Regions from separate parts of the Mus musculus genome. Here region 2 is linked to region 1. A link is a contact called in public HiChIP or PLAC-seq data. All regions are on one chromosome and are shown on one strand. Each heading gives the region's core, a stretch centred on a gene start, on an enhancer-like site or on the middle of the called end of the contact. The rest is flanking DNA. Distances are from core to core; before and after follow the strand shown. Region 1 overlaps Mgat5 (mannoside acetylglucosaminyltransferase 5). Region 2 overlaps Mgat5 (mannoside acetylglucosaminyltransferase 5).

Evidence for each region. HiChIP or PLAC-seq counts read pairs in DNA pulled down with a chosen protein or histone mark.
Region 2: an HNF4G HiChIP or PLAC-seq map of pancreatic cancer cells shows a contact between it and region 1. The contact joins two enhancer-like sites. A contact is called at or near these places in 1 of 15 datasets of contacts at CTCF or cohesin (large pre-B cells), 5 of 484 Hi-C or Micro-C datasets (B cells, CD8 T cells, the N1E-115 cell line and 2 more), 4 of 115 datasets of contacts at active chromatin or transcription factors (CD8 T cells, embryonic stem cells, large pre-B cells and 1 more) and 2 of 9 other capture datasets (adipose tissue and pancreatic islet).

The regions. Positions count from the first base shown.
Region 1 is chr1:127,290,044-127,293,369 of GRCm38.p6, reverse strand. All of the region lies in intron 2 of Mgat5 (mannoside acetylglucosaminyltransferase 5), which reads right to left. Among named protein-coding and RNA genes, the nearest start is that of Gm51747, 8.6 kb to the left of the region's middle. Within about 2 kb of position 1,674, at least 57 of the 459 cell types and tissues checked have an H3K27ac peak or open chromatin away from gene starts, as enhancers often do. A contact at or near this core is called in CD8 T cells and pancreatic cancer cells, where this site is marked.
Region 2 is chr1:127,423,512-127,426,837 of GRCm38.p6, reverse strand. All of the region lies in intron 12 of Mgat5 (mannoside acetylglucosaminyltransferase 5), which reads right to left. It overlaps Gm51746 (a long non-coding RNA gene), which reads left to right. Exons shown (of 6, transcript XR_003948718.1): 2 at 105-186; 3 at 915-969. Among named protein-coding and RNA genes, the nearest start is that of Gm51746, 12 kb to the left of the region's middle. Within about 2 kb of position 1,612, at least 137 of the 459 cell types and tissues checked have an H3K27ac peak or open chromatin away from gene starts, as enhancers often do. A contact at or near this core is called in CD8 T cells and pancreatic cancer cells, where this site is marked.

The DNA of each region.
Region 1 (3,326 bases), core at 425-2,924:
TTTTCCCTTCCTTCAAATAAACTAAATCTGTGTCACTCACGCCTTACGACCACTAGATTTAGATCCCAGTTTAAACAATTTTTATAATCACCACACACGAGGGAGGAAAAATGACCGCACTCAGTAGCACACTGACCGAGATGTTGCTATCAGCACAGTTGGACCTGGGGGAGTTTATCAATACCTTGGCAAACATGCTGTGAATATGCCCTTGCATGTGTGCTTTTTTAGAGTGGCCTGACTCTACCTAGGAGCTTAATTAACAACGAACTTCTTTTGTGACATCCTCCATCAATTGGGTCAGATTTGCTGTCATCCCAATTCATTTCCTTCTGGTGTGATGGTCACATCAGGGTACTCTACGTGTGCATCGAATCACCTTGGAATATGTGTTAGATACAAGAATAGCTCGCTTTCTCTTTGAGTTTACTAACCTATTCATCTAGGGCCAGGTAAGAACGGCAGCCTTGATCATAACTAGAGAATCTATTAAGCTAAGAGATCCACCTTACCACATATAAGTTAGTAAACGGACAAGAAAGAGGTCTAAGAAGGAAGAGAAGGGCTTTGTTAAACACAGACAATGTGATCTATGTAAAAGGGCAGCCTCTTGTCTGTTCCAGTCACTGAATAACTGGAGTAAGACTTCATGAACTTTCCAGAAAACTCAGGGCTGAAGAAATGGTTAAACTCTCAATGTCCTTGCCTACACAAACAGGAGACTCTGAGTTCAGAATCTTGGTATTCACACAGAAAAGCTGTGACCCTAGAGACAGAAGGGCCCCTAAAGTTCACTCATTAGCTTGTCTGGCCAAATCTGTAAACACTGGGTGTAGTAACAAACATGGCCTCAAAAATTAAAATTGAGAAAACCACAGATAATCACTCTCTTGTCACAAACACTACCATCACCACCAGAAAAACACAGTTTGGTTAAATTTTTATACTTTAAAATGTTAGCACTAGTTAGCTAGTTAGCTAGTTAGTTAGTTAGTTTTTGGGGACAGGGTTTTGCTCTATACCCCAGGCTAACCTCAAACTCATGGCACTCATCTTAATCACTCCATATAAGGAACAAAGTGACCGTAGTCAATTACCAGGATGACCCAGATGTCTCTGTCATCATATAAGATCTCTAACCAACACAAACAGCTCCCAATAACTGTCATGCTTCACAAACTTAGGAGATGAGAGTGGCATAGAATGAGCACATGTAAGCAGCCTCCACCAGGCTGCCTCCTGCTCTCCTCAGACCACAGTACCCTTCCTGCTCTGAGGAGGCTAGCACCCAGCAAGAGACCCACAACATATGTGGTCTGAACATCTTCACTTGGAGACACATCTCAAGGGACAGCTCCTCAGCCAGAACTGAAGCCAGCCTTGTGAGCCTGCTCTAAAATGGCTCAGGAGGCCCAGAAGTCAAGTGCCTGTGTGAGTGGTGAGGCAAGATGGTATGGCAGAGGGACATTGGGTAATCAAATCCAAATTCAAGTCTTAGCCCCAAGAAGGCCTCAACCTGCTTTGGAAAGTTCTAGAAACTTCCAACTGTGGAGGATGTCTACTACTACACAGAGTTGTAATTTGCAAATTGCTGCTTCTGGCACTGGGCTTTTGGTGAGAACTGGATGACTGAAGAAGTCTCCTGACAATTCAGAGGAGCCCCAGGCACCTTCCGGAGTTCCTGTTTAACCTAAAACCACACAGCCCGCCTTGGCTAACCACATTTTATTCCCAGGAAGGCTCTGGTTTACCCTGTGCTCTTCAGTTCCTGTCTCCAGGATGCACACAACGTCCATGTGAAGCATAGACAACACAGGCAAGCGCCAGCAGAATGCCACGGTAACTGACACCGAATTTATCTTGTCCCTTACCTTTGGTGAAGAAGTCCTGCAGCCCTAGGTGGCCAAACCCTGTTTCCAGGAATGATTGTGACTGTTACTTTGGGGTATTTCCTGGAGCTGGGGAGATGGCTTGGTGACTAATTTCTGTTCAAGCAGGAGGACCTGAGTTCAGATGCCCAGCATCCAAATAAAGAGAAGCATAGTGGTGCATCCCTGTGATCCTAGCCTCAGGGAAGTGGAGGCAGGAAACTCCCTGAGGCTCCCCGAGGCTCCCTTGCTGGCCAGCTTAGTTACATCAGTGAACTCCAGGTTCACTGAGACCCAGGTACGGAGGGAAGGAAAGCAAAGGAGCCTATCTTGAATTTGAGTTCCATAAATATATTGGAGGCAAGCTCAGAGCACACACAAGCATACAGTGCGCACCCACAGAACAAATTCCCTGGGTCGGTCCCTAGAAAACGGAAGGATCCCTGTCACAATATTGACTTTTCAAAAGTAAACACACACTCCTCAGAGTCACTGAAGCCACCGAAGCAAGTCATTCTCTGGAAGACGCCATATTTAAGAACCGTGACCAAAACAAAACCAAGAAACTAACAAAGCCTGCCTTTGTGCCCTTAAATTTCACAATGCAAATGAACAAGGATACGGCAACACGGTACACAGACAGGCTCGGAAGAACAGCTCACCATGACATCATCCCAGACTCAAAACGCATAAACATCTGTAGTGTTCTCCAGCATCAAACCCGTTGTGACAGTGTGGACTTTTTACATAAAAAGATCGCAAGACAGAATTATGAGGCTTAGATTTCTACTTGGCAAGCCCCTGGGGGTATAATCCACTTTACAAGAATAAATAAGTAGTGGCTAGCAAAATCTACACTCATCACGACCACCGTAGCATCAATGGTCTCTGAAACAGAGACAGTCTTAAACTGAAATGTGTCCCCACGGGTGGGAGTGTGTGGCTCAGTGTCAGTGAGTAAAGTGCTTGCGGTATAAACGTGAGGGGTAGAGTTCAAATCCTCAGTGTGCATGTAAGCTGGGGGGCAAGGTGGTGTACACCTGTAACTCTCTTACTGGGAAGGGAGAGACCAGTGGCTCTCTGGAACCCATTGACCAGCCAGCCTAGCAGAAGCAACAAGCTACAGGTTTACTGAGACTGTATCTTAGAAAGGAAGATGGGGCTTGACAGAGGAAATCACCCAGTGCTGACCTCTATCTATCCCTCCACACGCACGTATGTACTCAAGCATACACCAACACATTCACACACACACAAAAGCATACATGCACGCATGCATACACACACAAAAACATATATACATGCATGCAGGCACACAAGAACACATGCACATACAGAGAGAGAGAGAGAGAGAGGGAGGGAGGGAGAGAGAGAGAGGGAGAGAGTCAGTTAGTCCTCAGGGAATATTCCAAGCAGCCAAGAGTAAGAATCATCACAAAATGATTTTCAGCTATGCCA
Region 2 (3,326 bases), core at 363-2,862, 130 kb before region 1:
ATATATCATATCATATCATATCATATCATATCATATCATATCATATCATATCTCTCTCTCTCTCTCTCTCTCTCTCTCTCTCTCTCTCTCTCTCTCCCCCAAAGCTACAACCTAAGTTTGTACAGAAGAAAATGTTTTTTACTTGAATGTGATTTTATCAGCTTGAGTGATGGAATTACCACTCAGGTATGTAGCACAAACAAATCTGGTAAGAAACACACCCAATGCTTGATGTATGTTACATAATGAAGGCTTTGAAAAGTGAGGTACCCCACCCACCCAGAAGATTCTTCAGTTATCTGCAACCTTCCAGCTCAGAATCCTCAATAGTACCTTCAAAGGCATCATCACACATAGCACCACAGGTTGGCAACTTAGTCTTTCATACAGGGGCCCCTGTGGCTATTTCAGATATAAACAATAGCAATAGTCATAGTTACCAGCTACTGAAGACTATCTGCAGCAAGAAAATGCAGTGTGCATGCTTCTAGTTTACAGTATTCAGACTTGTGAGGTCTCCTTGTATCTGTTCAGCAGGTGAAATTCAAAGAAGTTCGTGGGTTAGGGGCAGACGTGGGATGTACTGGTCAGGAAATGATCTTGCAATCCCTTCTCTAATGACAAACATCTCTAGTCTGGAGGCTGCTGTGGTTTGGAAGGTTAACACAGAATCTTAGCCTCTGAGAGGTGTGGAAGCTTCCAGAGGTAGAGCAAGGGAGGCAGCCATGTCCAGGGACAGAGCATGGTAGGTAGCTATGACTCCAGGGAGGGTAGCTTAGAGAGAGGTTTCTGTGGGTCTCACGAGAGCAAGCAAGGGGGGGAGGGGGGAGAGGGGGGAATGACTGACGGGGTCTTCCTAGCTTCCTGTCTCATCATGAGTTGTCTCACTACCTCGACTGTTCTGTTGCTCTTAGGAGGTCACCTGCCATCTCACCTGAGCTGAGCAAAAACTCTGGACTCTCCAGAACTGTGAGTAAAATAAACCTTCTTCCTTTCCAGATTACCCAGGCCAGGACTGGGTTTCTGTGATAGTAACAGAGCAGAAACTATATAGACACTGTTCTTGCCTGAGGGGAAAAAAAGCTTACAGAAAATATTCCTGAGAACCTGAGTAGAAACACTATATACTACAGCAAACACTTCTTGACTTTATTATTCTTATAGTCCTATGACTTACATACCATAAATGTCTTTTTTTTTTTTCATACATGACAAAACTGCCTTGAAAATGCCTTCCCCTCAGACACAGGGCAAGAAGACAGTCAAAGCCTTTGTCTCTTCTCCATAAGAGCACAACTCTAGTATGTAAGCTGCCTGCTCTTTCTGAACCTTTGGGTGAAAAAGCCTTGAGTGTTTACAGAAAGGGCTGGCATGCCTCTCATGCTCCGCCCACCCCTCGGCCCAGTTCTATTTGAATATTCAAATTTTATTCTCTGGAGATACTCACCGTGTATTTCCCCTGGCCTGGGTTTGGCTGGGTACTGGGGATGGTGATGGGGGGGGTTGACCAATTAGAGCCTTGTTTTCAAAAAGTCCACAGCCCAGTCCATGTGGCCTCAGGGCAGGAGTCCTGACTCCATTAGGATGGGCACCACTTCCTTATAGTGAGGCTGGCAGGCTGTCCCTGCCTCTCTGACTCATCGTCTCACTGCCCCCACCTCCTCAGTGTGTGTGTGTGTATACAGGAAACAGTCTTTGCATCCCTGATCCAGCTGGCGATGGGAAGTTCTAGAAAAGTTACAGATGTCTCCTCACCAGGACTAGGAACTTACACTGCCAGCTCTGGGTATGTGGCTAAGCCGTGATTCATCCATCTTTTGGGTCACAGCCACAGCAATACTCTCTCTTATTTTATTCTTGAAAGACTCAAACTGGAAGGGACTACTTGATTCTAGAGAGGGAGTAAGAACAAGTCCCGAAAAGATAACAGAATATTCAGAACAGATATATGCAATTCTGAAAGGCCCTGGGTATAATATTTCACAACTGCAGTACCAGACCAGTGCTAATTCATTACAGCAAAGCCTCAATGCACAGGGCAGAGCTGAGAGGAGCCAAAGAAAAGATGACTTGAGCAGGGGATGGGAAAGTGCAGGAGAGAGAGAGTGGGAGAGCAAGGCCGGAGGGGCTGGTGAAGGGGGTGGGCAGCTACACACAACCGCAAGGATTTAGACAGAGAGGGGTAATTGACAGCCAGCCCAGTCTGCATGAGGAGCCCAGGCACCTTAGCAACAGCCCCTACTTAACCATGCCCCTATGGCAGGCCTAGTCTACAAACCATTGTCTCAAGGAAGTCAGAAGACCCTGAGTTGTACTGAACGCAAGCTGGTGATAGGACTTGGAAACACATCCTGTTCTGTCTCTAACCCTCTACTTAAAGCTTGCGTGTGTATGAGTATGGGTACGCGTGTGACACAGTGTGTTCACGGAAGCCCCGGGATCAGCCCTGGCTTGAGACAGGGTCTCTATTGAGTAAAGCAGGCTGGGGCTGACTGCAAGTCTTGTGGGAGTCCCATCTTTCCATCAGGGCACGAGGACTAGAGTGGAGAAGGCTTCTGAGTGGGCTTTCTATGCAGGTCTGGGGATGGAGCCTGGGTCCTCCAATCTGCACAAACACTTTTTAGAATGAGCAATTTCCCCAAGCCTAAAGACCTCTTCTTGTAACTGCTGTGTAATCTTGATCTAGGGTTCTACAGATGCTTGTGGGGGGCTCTGGTGAATGAAGCCAATTAGAGAGGAATTTCAGACAATGAACCTTCCTTAGCCTTTACTTCTCACACACTAAGTCTTAAGCTTACACTAAGCTCTGACCTTATAGTCCCCAGCCTGCCCTCCCTCCCTCCCTCCCTCCCTCCCTCCCTCCCTCCCTCCCTCCCTCCCTCCCTCCCTCCCTCCCTCCCTCCCTCCTTCTTTATGTTACAAGAGCTACTAGTGAATTAGACACTAGATCACTGTATCCCAGAAGTGCGTTTTCAGTGCCTCTCCAGGCAACGCTCTAGTGGCAGCTGCAAAGGACAAACATTTCCCGGTTCCACAACCATTTTTCACAGAGATTTGGGGTGGATTTGGAGTCCAATGGCAGAGAGCAAAAATACTGGCATGCTTTCTCATCTGGGGCAGGGGACATACAGTGCTTCTAAGGCCTTGCTGTGACAGAGGGGGCCGGCAGCACAGGGATCTGGTCAAGGGCTGTGTTAGAATTAAGTCCATGCCACCTGCTTGGAATATGCTCAATGGACCAGCAGCATTCACAATGGCCAGGTCTCTTAAAGGAGCTGTTGGAGTCCCCTCTGCCTCAGAAATCAAGAGTAAAGAGACAGATACAC